Linked DNA regions of Mus musculus: region 2 is linked to region 1. A link is a contact called in public HiChIP or PLAC-seq data. All regions are on one chromosome and are shown on one strand. Each heading gives the region's core, a stretch centred on a gene start, on an enhancer-like site or on the middle of the called end of the contact. The rest is flanking DNA. Distances are from core to core; before and after follow the strand shown.

Evidence for each region. HiChIP or PLAC-seq counts read pairs in DNA pulled down with a chosen protein or histone mark.
Region 2: a contact with region 1 is called in an H3K27ac HiChIP or PLAC-seq map of embryonic fibroblasts, with 3 times the contacts expected there. The contact joins the enhancer-like site here to the promoter of Thg1l in region 1. A contact is called at or near these places in 1 of 39 promoter capture datasets (fetal liver), 3 of 484 Hi-C or Micro-C datasets (CD4 T cells, the G1E-ER4 cell line and embryonic fibroblasts), 5 of 115 datasets of contacts at active chromatin or transcription factors (embryonic fibroblasts, embryonic limb bud, embryonic stem cells and 1 more) and 2 of 9 other capture datasets (adipose tissue and liver).

Annotation. Positions count from the first base shown.
Region 1 is chr11:45,952,263-45,959,177 of GRCm38.p6, forward strand. Thg1l (tRNA-histidine guanylyltransferase 1-like (S. cerevisiae)) reads right to left here and starts at 3,241. Exons shown (of 6, transcript NM_001080969.3): 1 at 3,013-3,241; 2 at 1,794-1,970; 3 at 473-642. The coding sequence starts at 3,203.
Region 2 is chr11:46,075,990-46,082,375 of GRCm38.p6, forward strand. The region is part of intron 3 of Adam19 (a disintegrin and metallopeptidase domain 19 (meltrin beta)); the gene reads left to right. Among named protein-coding and RNA genes, the nearest start is that of Mir8100, 23 kb to the right of the region's middle. Within about 2 kb of position 4,567, at least 19 of the 459 cell types and tissues checked have an H3K27ac peak or open chromatin away from gene starts, as enhancers often do. A contact at or near this core is called in embryonic fibroblasts, where this site is marked.

The DNA of each region.
Region 1 (6,915 bases), core at 1,991-4,490:
AAGACAGAACAAAGTGATGGAGCAGGACAGCCCATTCCTTCCTCTGGCTCTGCAACACTTGTATAGGCTCTGCAACAGTGCACATAAGCACATGCATGTACACATGCACTCATATACAAAACATGCATGTGCACACACACCATGCACACAACAACAACAGAACAAACAACTACAGATAATTCTCCCACAAAAATCTCCTGAGTTTTCAAATACTGTTAACTAATTAGAGTGTGAGAGACAGTTTGGTGTAGTGGGACACATCCTCTAACACAGGCCTTATACAGCAGGATTGAAAGTCAGCCTGGGCTATAAAGAAAGGCTCTATTAAATGAAAACAAACAAACAAACAAACAACTTTTAAAAGACACTTGACTCCAACAATGTACTAATGAGGCAAACTTGTATGAGACCCTCAGCTTTAATGCACAGGTTTGGTAGGTTTGATTCAAACTGTGTACTTGGTACCACTTACAGTCTGCCTGTCGCCAGCTGAGGTAGTCCTTCAAAGTCTGGTTGCTAGGATACAACACGACTCTCCCATCAAATCCTGGAGGATACCGAAGGGGCTGGTCCTCAAAGTAATCCCGCCAGTAAAATACGTAACTGGAGGCAAACTGGGAGGCCACGAGAGTCATGAACTTACTTGTAAGACACATTGGGCAGAACAAGAAAAGAGAAAGTATTTGGTATTAATTCCACGCCAAGACTGGATCTGCAGATACAATAGAGAGATTATACAAAGCTCCCAGACAGCTAAGAGAAACTTTTAATATGTTTTCAATGGAGTCAGCCTCTACTTAAACTACTTACTGACTTATGATGAAGCACCATGACCAAAAGTAAGTTGAGAAGAAAAGGGTTTATTCAGCTTATACTTTCACATCATTGTTCAGTACTGAAGGAAATCAGGACAGGAACTCAAAGGGAGCAGGATCCTGGAGGCAGGAGCTGATGCAGAGGCCATGAAGGAATGCTGCTTACTGGCTTGCTTCCCATGGCTTGCTCAGTCTGCTTTCTTACAGAACCCAGGACCACCAGCCCAGGAAGGGCACCACCCACAGTGGGCGGGCCCTCCCCCACCAATCACTAATTTAGAAAGTGCCCCACAGGCTTGCCTGCAGCCTGATGTTATGAAGGCATCTTCTCAATTGAGGTTCCTGCCTCTCAGATAATTTTAGCTTATGTCAAACTGACAAAAAACTAGCCAGCACACTCACTAACACCAAATCTCTCTCCATAGGACTTGGTATACATTTATAATTCAAGATTTTCTTATTGTTGTTTTGTGGGTATGGTATTGTTTTCCGTCTTGGAAGAAAGGGGACCATTATTTTGAAGACATACCAATTCATCATATAATTTGATTCCCCAAAGAGTTTCAGTATACTACCAAATTCAATATAAGATGGATCTCCTTGTTAAAAAGTTTAAATAACTCTTTAATACATGGAAAGAGTGACCCTGCAATGCTACCCATGAATCACCAGTACTCTATTTTTCTCTCAAAGTCTCTGCTTAAGTCTCTGCTTATCCGTCTAACTATTCAATAGGTCAGTCTGGAAGCTGGATTGACAGGATACAGAAGGAAAAGAATTAAATAAAGAAAGCATCTTAAAAAAAATACACAGCACAAGAATTTTCAGATCTCATTGGAAGGAAACAGTCAAAATAGGACATGTACACTCTGTAAATGCAGCATCACCCACAACTTTGAGGATCTCAGCTGTCGCCATGAGAAACAGAGGAGCAGAGAACGGGAGAGCATCCTAGCGGAGGCTGGTTTTGAAGCTCACCTGGCTCTTCTTTTGAACCAATTGCTCTTCTTCCTGAACACAAAGCTGTACTCGTCACTCTGGCCGTACGCAATCACAATGTCCTCCAGCTCCTCCATTACTGTCTGGGCACATTTGGTCATCAGATGGAGGGCCCGACTGTCATTAGGTTTGGCAAAGTTGTGCTCCTCAGCAAACCTTCATAGAGGAAAGAGAGGGGCACAAGCGGTGGAGAGTGTCATCACCAACACCATCCACAGAGGCAGTTAAGAGAGATGGAGAGATAGCTCAGTAGGTAAACTGTCAGGACCAAGTTCTAGCCCCAAAACATAAAACAGGGTGGGGGCTTGGTGGCACCTGCTTGTCATCCCAGTGCTGGAGAGGTGGAGGCAGGATTCCTGGGGCTAGATGACCACCAGGCTAGAGTATCTGGTGAGTTCCAAGGAAGTTCCATGAGAGACTGTCTCAAGAAAAACAAGGAGGACAGCTCTGAGGAGGGACACCCAACATTAACCCTAAACTTACGCATAAGCATGTACAGAAAAAAAAAAAAAACACGTTTTTCTTTCTTACTTTGACACACTGACAAAAAGGGATACAACTGCTAGGCTTCAATCCACTTTTCTGTGAAGTTTCACCTTACTGGGTGAATTGAGAACACTATTACCTTATCAGGTTGTATTGCTGATTAGGAGATCAAAATGCTCTTACTAAGTGCTCAATAAACATTACTATAGCTCTATGTACTTAAACAGCTATAAAATGGTAATAACGAATAACATAGCCCTTTATTGAAATTAAGTCCCCAATAGTTTACTCTCCTTTTTTCTTCCTGACTCTAGTGCAGTCAGTTCATGTAATATGAAGCTGACTATGAGAACGGGACATACTATCAACTCATGACCACAGTTAGGCTTATGCGGGCCTCTTAACAACTCTCAAAAATAACAAAAGGGTCGCACGTGTGACTGAAGTTTAAGTAGTGGACCGAGAAATGACACCTCCCCCCCACACACACACACACACAAAGTTCTTGCAAACTGGTTTCAGCTAAAGTAGCACGGGTTTTTCACCAATTACAGTACCCAGTTCCTTTTAAATATCTCAACCACCTAGCAAGTCCTTCAGGCGACGCTCAATGCTGAGTGTTCATTGGCTGTCGCGTTACCCCGGTAACTACGAGAGGCGCACTTCCCGGAAGTGTGGGCGCACCACGCGGTCTCCCGCCCCTCCAGCTCACCGGTGGAAATTCCGGCCGTCCAGCCGCACCACCACCCAGCAGTGCGGCAGGCATGTGTCCTGAACCTCAAAATTCCGCACGTACTCAAACTTGCTCTTGGCCATGGCCACCCCCAATCTCAGGCACCGTCTTAAAATAACGGAAGTAGCAGCCAAAAGACTGCCGATCCTCGCTGTGCGGAAAGCCCACATTCGCCATAAGGAAGCAATGGACGGGCCCCACCCCGGAAGTTCCTGTCGCTGTCAGAGCCGCTCTAGCCACGGTGGAGGTTTCTCTATTGACTCTATTGCCTTCAACTCAGCTGGCTGCCAGGCGTGTTCTTCTGGGCTGTGGGTGCCTGTCTGTTACCCCGTAGGCAGCAAATCGCAAGCTATCAGATGTTGTTTTGTGACCAAGTTTAAAAGTATAGTTGTGACCTTTTTGTCTTGTACTTCTAAATAGCATTTATAAAGCATTTCTAAGTAGCATTTCTAAATTCCTTGCTAAGATGAAATACACTAAATTATCACTTTATAGTTCGGGGATGGGGTGGGGAGGATCTTCTAGATTCTTCTAGGTAAGTTTAAACAAGGAACATAAAATAGAAATTGATCATCTGTACAATTTTGTATTTTCTTCCATTGACCCTGTTTGGTTTTTTTTTTTTTTTTTCTAGAGTTATTTAGTGGTTGTTCCAGTAAAGTGTGATTTAAACAAAGAAAGGGCCAGCAAGACAACTCAGTCTGTAAAGATGCTTGATGCCAGGTGTGATAACTTTGATCCCTGGAAGCCACATGGTGTGTCCTTCCTTTCTCAGGCTTTCCAAAAGTGAATACCAGAGGCAGGTTACCCTGCCATATGTCATTAGGTGAATTTAAAATTTGTACTCATCACTATTAAAAGATTTTGTATGTGTGTGGGTGAGTTTATGTGCATCTGTGGAGGTCAGAGGAAGACATCAAGTATCTTCGTCAATCCCCCTTCATCTTAATTTTAAGACTGCCTTTCACTGATCCTGGCTCTCACTGGTTGACCTAGAAGTCACTAGATGGCCAGCAAGTTTGAGGGAGCCTCCTCTCTCTGCCTATCTCACACTGGGGCTGATGGGTATAAGCTTCCACATCCCACTTTATATCTGAATGTTGAGAATTTGACTTTGGATTTCTACGCTTGCCTGGCAAACATAATAATTACAGGGCCATCTGCCCACTCTTGAACTCAGGATTGTTTTAAAATGCATTTCCTAGCTTTGCCCACTGGGCACAGATGAAATGATACCCTGAAAGCAATAGGCATACAATTCGTGGTTGCTAACACCTCTCTCCACTAGAGTATACTCCTAGAAGAAGTGACTGCCTCCTAGTTAGATGAGTCACAGAAAACACAAAATGAGACTGGGGCACATGTTGTGGCAGAAGGGAAAGAACTGCTAGGAGTAATAAGACGAAGTGACAAAATGAGCCCAGAGGACTAGTGCTGCCACTGAGCAAATCTGAGGTGATTTGAGTATCAGAACAACAGTGAGTGATTATCATGTATGGAATAAGTGAAGGCCCAGGCAACATAACAATACTCAAAGAGAGGAAAGTTCATGGATAGTTTTGGAAGTATTGTTACACTAACTTCTTACACTGGCAATTGATTATTAAAGGGAACAAGGCCCTTTTCTTGTCTTTTATATAGAACTACAATTCAATGCCAGTTGATGAGAGGAAGCCTTTTACAAAAGAGTGCCGGCTAGTTTCAAACACAGAATGGTGGGCTCAGAGAATCAGTTTTGTTCTTTTGTTTTGTTTATAAACATCTTTGAAACAATTAACTCAAACGTGGATCACTAATGGATGCTAAAGCTGTGATCTCTAGAATTAGTGAAAGACTCCCTAGTCTGGTGGCATTGGCCCTCAGATTGTTTGCTAGTCACAAGATGAAAGGCACAGTCACAAACGAGAGCACTTGCCACCTTCAGCTGGTCTCCTATTGATTTTTCCTAAAACCAACAGCCACTGGAGATCCTGGGCAGTGCAGCATGGCAGACACAAACAGGATTTCTAACAGTTGACTCAAGTATTACTCCAGTGGGCCACAGTCTTCTCCATACGTTAAACTCGGAGGATAAACTTGAAATTGTCAGTTCCCAGGCTGCTCACAGAATCTTTTCGAGTGTGATCCAGGCAATAGTCTATTTTTTTTTCTCTTAAATAATTTTCTTTTATTATTAATTGTTTATTCATGTGTACCCAAGGAGACCAGTGTGTGTGTGTGTGTGAGAGAGAGAGAGAGAGAGAGACAGAGACAGAGACAGAGACAGAGAGAGAGAGGGGAAGAGAGAGGGAGAGGGAGTGGGAGAGGGAGAGGGGGAGAGAGAGAGAGAGAGAGAGAGAGAGAGAGAGAGATTCTTTGCAGCTGCGGTTACAGGTGGTTGTGGGACCCCAGATGTGGGTACTGGGAATTGAACCCCAGTCCTCTGTAAGAGCAGCAAGTGTTCTTAACCAATAAGCCATCTCTGTCATGCCTCTTGCCTGTCTTAAGTGACTTAAAAACTTAAGAAAAAAAAACATAGTAGAAACACCGCACACTAGGATAACTTAGCATAGTTTCGAATAGTTGTATTGCATAGGTTTATGTGGAGATATACAGCAAATCCTAGTACTGACTTTCCCAGGAAACTCCCACTTTCTTTCCATCAATTTATCTATCAAATCCTTAGTGGTTCTGTGGTGGTGCTGTGGTTTCCAGCGTTTTGTGAGTTGAATTTAGACTTTGTGTTTATTTTCCTGGTTTCTGCCACAGATAAGGTAGGATTCACCATGGGAGTTTCTAGGAACTCAGGCCACCACCAATGCTCTACCATATTTGGTTTATGAATGTTTTTACTGGTGTGTAGTGATTATATAAAATAATGGGTTTCATTTTCATCCATGTATGTAACATACTCTGATTATATTCATCTCCCATTATCCTGTCCTAGTCCTCATACATACATAGTCTCCCTGATCCCATTGCTGTTGTGTGTAGTATAATCAGGCTCTGCCTTAGCCTGGGAGTTGCTACCGAGCTAGTAGCTCCTCCAGGCTCTCTTTTGTTCCTCCCGGCTTAGGTCCAGGATTGACGCCACCAGCATTGACTGACTACTCTTTTCTACCCACCTTTGATCCTGGAAGAGCAGAGTGTTACCAGCCCACTCCCAAGACTGTTGAATCCAAGGATAAAAGAAACATTGCTCTGTTCTTTAGAACTTGCCTTTAGGCACAACTGCTGGGTGAAGACAACTCCTGCCTGGAAAGTCTTGCCCTTATCAATTTATTATCTCCATCTCTCCCTCCACCCTAAACTTAGTGGTTACATCAGCTAGCCCCTGCCAACATCCTTGGCCCCCACCCATAGCGGAGGCCACAGGGTCTAGCTGCCCAGAAACCTTACATGGCTGCTGCTTTCTTCTCTTTCTAAAGCATGCTGGAAAAGGCCCCTCGCTCTTTCACTGCATCTTCTTTTCCTCTTGGGACCCAGAAATCCCACTTGTATCTTCTGTCCAGCAATTGACCCCTGACCTTCTTTATTGACAAGTCAAGAACCAACTGGGGAACAAGATCTTATCGACAGAACCTTCCCTTACACATTGCTTCTCCAATAGTTCGATCTTTTATTTACACATATTTTTTAGAGTCCACATATGAGAGAAAAAAACAAAAGCAGCAGTTGGCCTTTTGTGTCTCTTTTATTTTCCTCAGTTGTGTTGGGGGGTGGGGGCTACAGACAATTGCAGACTCCACACTCAGGCCTCCTTATTTTACCCTGTGATGCCAAAGCTGGCCTTCAACAGTGACCAAAAGCAATTTGTGGAGGAGTTTATTTCAGCTCGTAGCTTGTAGTCCATCATGAAGGGGAAGCCACTGTGGGAAGCTGGAGGCAGGAACTGACATGGAA
Region 2 (6,386 bases), core at 3,317-5,816, 130 kb after region 1:
CTCTGAAATATTATGTTTTCAAGTTCACCAGGGTGAGAGGTAGAGATAAATGTGAGTCTGGTCTGTTTGAGTCCAAAGTCCAAATTGGTCTAAGTCAGTCAGTCAGTCAGTCAGTCAGTCAGTCATTCTGTCTATCTGCCTGCTGGTTTGTTTCTGTCTCTCTGTCAGTTCCCTCTGCCCCCACCCCCACACACTCTCTCTCTCTCTCTCTCTCTGTGTATGTATTTATGTGTGTATACAGATTCATATTTGTGCACATTAATGCAGGATGTATAGAAGCCACAAGCCAACTGTGGGTGTTGTTCCTCTGGAGCTATGCATCTTGTTCTTTTGAGTCAGGTCTGTGTTTTGGAGCTCGGCAAGTATGCCAGAGGTGCCCAGGCATCCAGATGTTTCTTCCTCCCTAGCACTGGGGTTGCAAACCTCTGCCCCCATGTGTGCATGTTAAAAGCATGGTTTCTGGGAACCGAACTCAGGTCTTCACGTTTGTCCAGCACTTTCCTGAGTAAACTGTTGCTCCCACCCCAAAGTCCAAGCCTCTTAACCACTGAACCGTTGTGCCTCTCTGACTTAGTGTGCTTTGAACATTTCTTGGTTAACACTGTGCCTAGCATCTTCACTGTGTCTTTTCCTTTCTTCGTGTCTCAGTTACGGTTCCCCTTCTGTGGTAAAACACCGTGTCCAAGGCAACTTATTAAAAGGAAGTATTTAATTGGAAGCTTGCCCACAGCCTCAGAGGGTTACTCCATACTCCTTATGTAGGGGATTTGAGTTTGCAGGGCGGGCAGGCGGGCAATGGCTCTGGAGCAGTAGCTAAGAGCTCACATCGGAACGTTAGGCTGCAGGCAGAGAAAAGAAAACCAGAGCCAGGGATGGGCTTCTAAAACCTCAAAGCCTACCCCAGTGACACACCTCCTCCAACAAGGCCACGCCTCCTAATCCTTCCCTAACAGTTCTGCTAACTGGGAACAAAACACTCAAATCTATGAGCCTGTGGAGACCATTCTCATTCAAATTACCACCTTCTCTCTTCCCAAGCCTTGACTGGAACTAGAATGTCCATGTAATGTGATAGGGATAATTCAGACTGGTATGGACCAGAGCCTGGCTCCTCTTGTCTGTAGAAGGTGTGAAGGCTAGTATTATCAGCTTGACAGAGTCTAGAGTCACCTAAAAGACAGGACTCTGACCATGCCTATGGGGAATTATCTTGATTGTACTGGGGTGGAAAGGCCACCCACCATGGACGGCACCGTTCGCTGTGAGCTATGTTTGTAGAGGAGAAGCTGAGCAGTGATATGCATTCATAGCCCTTAGCTTTCTTATGATGGAGACAGTTTATTACTTGAATGTGACGTGACCGGTGGCATCAAGTCCCCCTGCTCTGGATTCCCCACCATGATGGACATACCCATGCACTGTAGGCTAAAATAAATTCTTAATTCTCCCTTAAGTTGCTTTTCCAGGGGTGTATTTTTTTTTTAATCACAGCAGTAGGATGAGGAAACAAGACAAGGCGTAGGCTTTGCCAAGTTCTCTAACCTCTGTTTCCTTATCCATACCATAGCTAGTCGCAGTGACTATGGATAGATTTCAATGATGTAATGACCTTAAGGAGCTTTCAGTGCCTGGCACGCTGTAAGTGCAATAAATAGCCATTATTATTTGTATTCTGCAGGGTCAGGAAAACAGTGAGGAATGATGTAAGAGGGAATTCCCCAGAGCTGATTCCCCAAATGCAAGAAGAAGAGTTGACCTTAAAATCCACTGCCCCAGGAAGGAAACTCACTTCTGCTCTCCAGCCATGCCCAGGTTGACCTAACTGTATCACAAACATGAATCGTAACAGCCGTCTCCTGTGTGGGCCCAACTGTACCTCTTTCTGGGCCTGTGGAGTCAGTCCCCAGGACTCTCATATTGAGGCCTGAACCTTCCTGATAAGGCGGTGGGGATGGGCTTACCAGTTCTGTCCCTATCTCTTCCCTGGGCTTGCAGCCAGGGCTGCCCGCACATCAAGGAAGGATGTGTACCTCGTCTTTTGTCTCCAGCTTAGTTCTTCTGGCTGCCCCTTCACTGGGAGCCAGGGTAAAATGAATGGGAGGAAGCTGTCAGCTGCCCCGGTGGCCTCAGATGGACCCTTGCGGAGCTAAGGGGAACTGGGGACTTGGAAGACATTGGGGACTGTTATGGACTGTGAGCATACTTACTCACCAGGCTGTTGATCTGTAGATCACAACAGCCCAGGGGATGAGCTCTTACCATGAGCTTCATGTTTTACACAGACTTGCTTAACTCTGTATGTTTACCCAAATGGAGTCCTACTGGGTCCTTGATTTTAAGACCTATTGTATTTCCCTTGGAAATATAACATGGGCATTATCAGAAACCATTCAATGTTATTTTGGGGCCAAAAACTATATAAATATTGAAGTTATGGGTTTCTTTTTTTAATGAGATCATACTTAATGTATAACTTTAAAATTATTTGTTGTGCTAGCTTAGTTTTTTGTTGTTGTTTTGTTTGTTTTTTTGTCTTCTTGGTAAAAACTAGAGTCACTTAGGAAAAGAGAACCTGGATTGATGACACACTACCATCAGATTGGCCTGTGGAACATTTTATTGATTAATAATCGACATGAGAGGCCCAAGCCCACTATGGGCGGTGCCAGCCCTAGGTAGGTGGTCCTGGGTTGTATCAGAAAGCAAGTTGACAAATCCCAAAAGAGCAAGCCGGTAGGCACCATTCATTCCTCCATGGTCTCTGCTTCCATTCTTGCCTTTAGGTTCCTGCTTGAAGTTCATAGCAGACTATGAACTATAAGGTGGAATAAATCCTTTCCTTCCCTGGTTGCTTTTGTTTGTTATGCAATAGGTAGCAAAGTAAGACATTTGCCATCAGCATTTTTCCACATTAGTCCATCTGTAGTGGTGTGTGTGTGTGTGTGTGTCTGTCTGTCTCTCTGTCTGTCTTATTGGTATGTGGTATGTGTGTAGTATGTGCAGGTAAGTGTATGGGTACATGAACCTATGTATACAAATGAGAAGTCCCACATTGGGTGTCATCTTCATTGTCTTACACATGATAGGATCTTCCGCTGAACTGGAAGCTTGCTGTTTGGGCTGGCTAGTAAACTGTTGGGATCTTGTCTCCAAACCAAAATTTGAGTTTTCAGGCATGAATATCTATGCCTGGAGTTTTGCACAGGTGTTGAGGGTTTGAAATTATATCCTTATGCTTGCAGAATAAGTTCAATAATCCACTAGCTACTGTCCCAGCCCTATTTTTATTCTTTATAAATGGAGACACAGGAGTCCATGGTGATTAAGATGGATCAGAAGTTACTGTTTTTCTAGTAAGGGAGAGTCGAGTTTCTGATCTCTCGTTACTACAAATAACACTGCAGTGACAGGTGTAAGAGTCTTTAAGTGTTTGTCAGATCTTTCTATAGGACTGATAGAGTTATAAGAACATATGGTGGTTATATTTGAAGATTGTACCATTTCACTTGTATATGTCTGTGAGAATATATTATGGATACATTTCCATATGTACTTAGGATCATTTAAAAATGTTTATGTGATATTATATTGACTACTTATATAAGATAACGACACAGTTATCTTGTATTTTTAAATTTAATTTTAGTTTTTGAGGGTTTACTTATTTATTTTTCTTTTATGTGTATGAGTGTTTACCTGAATACATGTCTGTGTACTATGTATATGTAGTTCCCATAGAGGCCAGAAGAAGTCATTAGTTTCCCTTGGACTGGAGTTAACAGTGTTTGTGAGCCAATGTGTGGGTGCTGGGAATTGAACCTGGGACCTTTGGGAAAGTAGTCGGTGTTGTTACCATTTGGCCATCTTTCCAGCCCTCCCTGACAAGTAACACTTCACAATTGTTAGTTCACAATTCAAATTTCAATTTGTGAGCCTGAAAAGTGATCAGGTTTACAAAACGCCGCCGCCGCCGCCGCCGCCGCCGATCCTTAATAGTTGTTTTACTAACTGCTTTGCTCACTGCTGTGATGAAATACCTGGGAAGAAGCAACATATGGAGGGAGGCTTTCATGGCTTTGGGTCTGAGGGGATTTAGTCTAACATGGCGAGACCTCATGAAGTAAGCATGAGTTGGTCACACCTGGGTCTAGTCAGGACAGCACTTCCCTGACAGATGGGGATCGGGTCAAGGGAACTTGCCAGTCACACTTGCATTTCTGGGGGCAGATTGCCATTGGCCTCTCTATACCTTTACACGCTTTTTTCCCATGATCCCATCCATGGTATCCTTTGAAACCCAAGCATTTCTACTTCTATTTCACATAGCTTTGTTGATACCAACTGTGCATCGACAACCATTTACCTTACTCATTTAAGACAATTAGTTTGGTATTTTTTTCATTGGGCAGCTACCACCATAATCTAACCTAGAGTCATTTCCTTCATTCCAGGAAGAACCCATTAGCAGTGTTACAGATTGAATTGCATCGTTATCTGCCTACATGCTTATGTTGGAGCCTGACTCCTGAGTAATCTTATTTGGAAATTGAGTCACATGTATTTTGTTAAGATGAGTAAGGTGGACTCCTAATGCAGGGTGACTGGATTCCGTATAGAAAGGGAGTCAGGACACAGACATGCAAAGAACTGAGTTCTAATGCCACAAGTTCTTTCCTTCTACCCTTTGGGACAGAGGGATTGAACTTGGGTAATCAGGTTTGGCAGCAGGTGCCTTTACTCCCCTAGCCATTTGCTGACATGACAAGATTTAAAAAGTTAAAAACCTTACATGCTATTGCTCTTGATTGTCTTAAAATAAAATTAGATGGGGAAAAAAGAAGGAACCAGGCTGGGAAGGGCTCTCTCTGTCTCTGTCTCTGTCTCTGTCTCTGTCTCTCATGTCTGCAGTCACCATAGGAACATGACCCTGCTAACCTCAGACTGTGGTTATAAACGTCTGGGTTTTGAGCCACTTAATTTGGGATGCTTTGTTAAGACAGGCCTTCCCCTTCTTCCCCTCATCAGTCTATAAGCCACAGACTTCAACTTGCTTTTTCTAGATTTTCCCAGTCTGGGTGATTCATATAAGTTCATTAGGCAATATACCCTTTCTCTTTCTCTCTCTGTCCCCTGCTCCTCTTTCCTGCTCTCTATCCCCCCTTCTACCTTTTCCCCTTTGCTCCCTCTGTCTATTCCAACCCACCCCTTTGACACAGTTTCTCATGCAGTCCAGGCTGGACTCACTATGTAGCTAGCCCTGAGCTCTGGATCCTCCTAGCCATGAGCTCCGGATCCTCCTTGGCTCCATTCCCAAGTGCCAAAGCAACAAGGTTATACCATCACATCTGGCCTCTGGGCTCTTTCCTAATTGGGTCTTTTACTTAGGTCTGTGTTTTTGAGGTTTATGCATGGCATCGAATGTCTTGTTGTTGTTTTTTAAGTTGCTGTATATATTCTATCCTATATGTACACCAGCTTATAATGTCCCATTTATCTACCAGTTGATAGATTTCCCCGTTGACCCTCAGCTAACTTTCTGCTCTTTGACGAGGGGGCTGCTGATTGGGTACCTCTGTATCTAGCTCTGTGCTTGGCACTGTGTAGGAATGGGAACAGTTATATTTGCCCTCTGTAGGAGAGATAATAACAAAGCAGAGCTGAATAAAGTGCTGCAAGGCCAGAGGAGAGAGGGTGTCTCTGTCTGTAATGGGGTCCTAGGAGGATTCCCCGACAGGGCACTCACTTGGAGCTCAGTCTTTGGGGATAGGGGCTGCTTTGGATGACACAGAAAGAAGGGATGAATGGAAGAATCAGGAAGGAATTAAGACTGGGAAGATACTATATAAATATTTGGTCTACACCAAGGACCTAAGTCTTCATCATCTGTTAGGAATCCAGCATCCCTAAGTAGCCATTGTTTGTCCTCTTAATGATGTGTTAAAGTTGGGGAAGAGAAGGTTGGTTTCCCCTTCCTCAGCTGGGCTTCCAGAAGATTCAAGTGACAGACAGCTCAATATTCCTCTCTTTCACTTTAGCATTTGAGTTGGGTTCTCTTGTTTGGGGCCAAGCATACAGCCAGAGAGGCAAGCAGAGCTTCTAGAAAGATGATTGAAGAATATTTGACAACTCTGCTTTGAATGGGAAGCGTTTTTTTTCCCCCTCCATCTTTCCTAGCTGAAGCGAAATGTGGATTGAACCATGGGGGTGAATATGTGTCTGGGGATTCTAGGCATTGCAAGGAGCTGAGTACAAGGCTAAGATGGTGTCCTCTCAGCTTGAGTGGGTGGGATGCATATGGATGGAGGGATGGATGGATGGATGGATGGATGGATGGATGGATGGATATACATTTGGGCAGAGCACTGTTAAGTCCCACCACCTTCTCC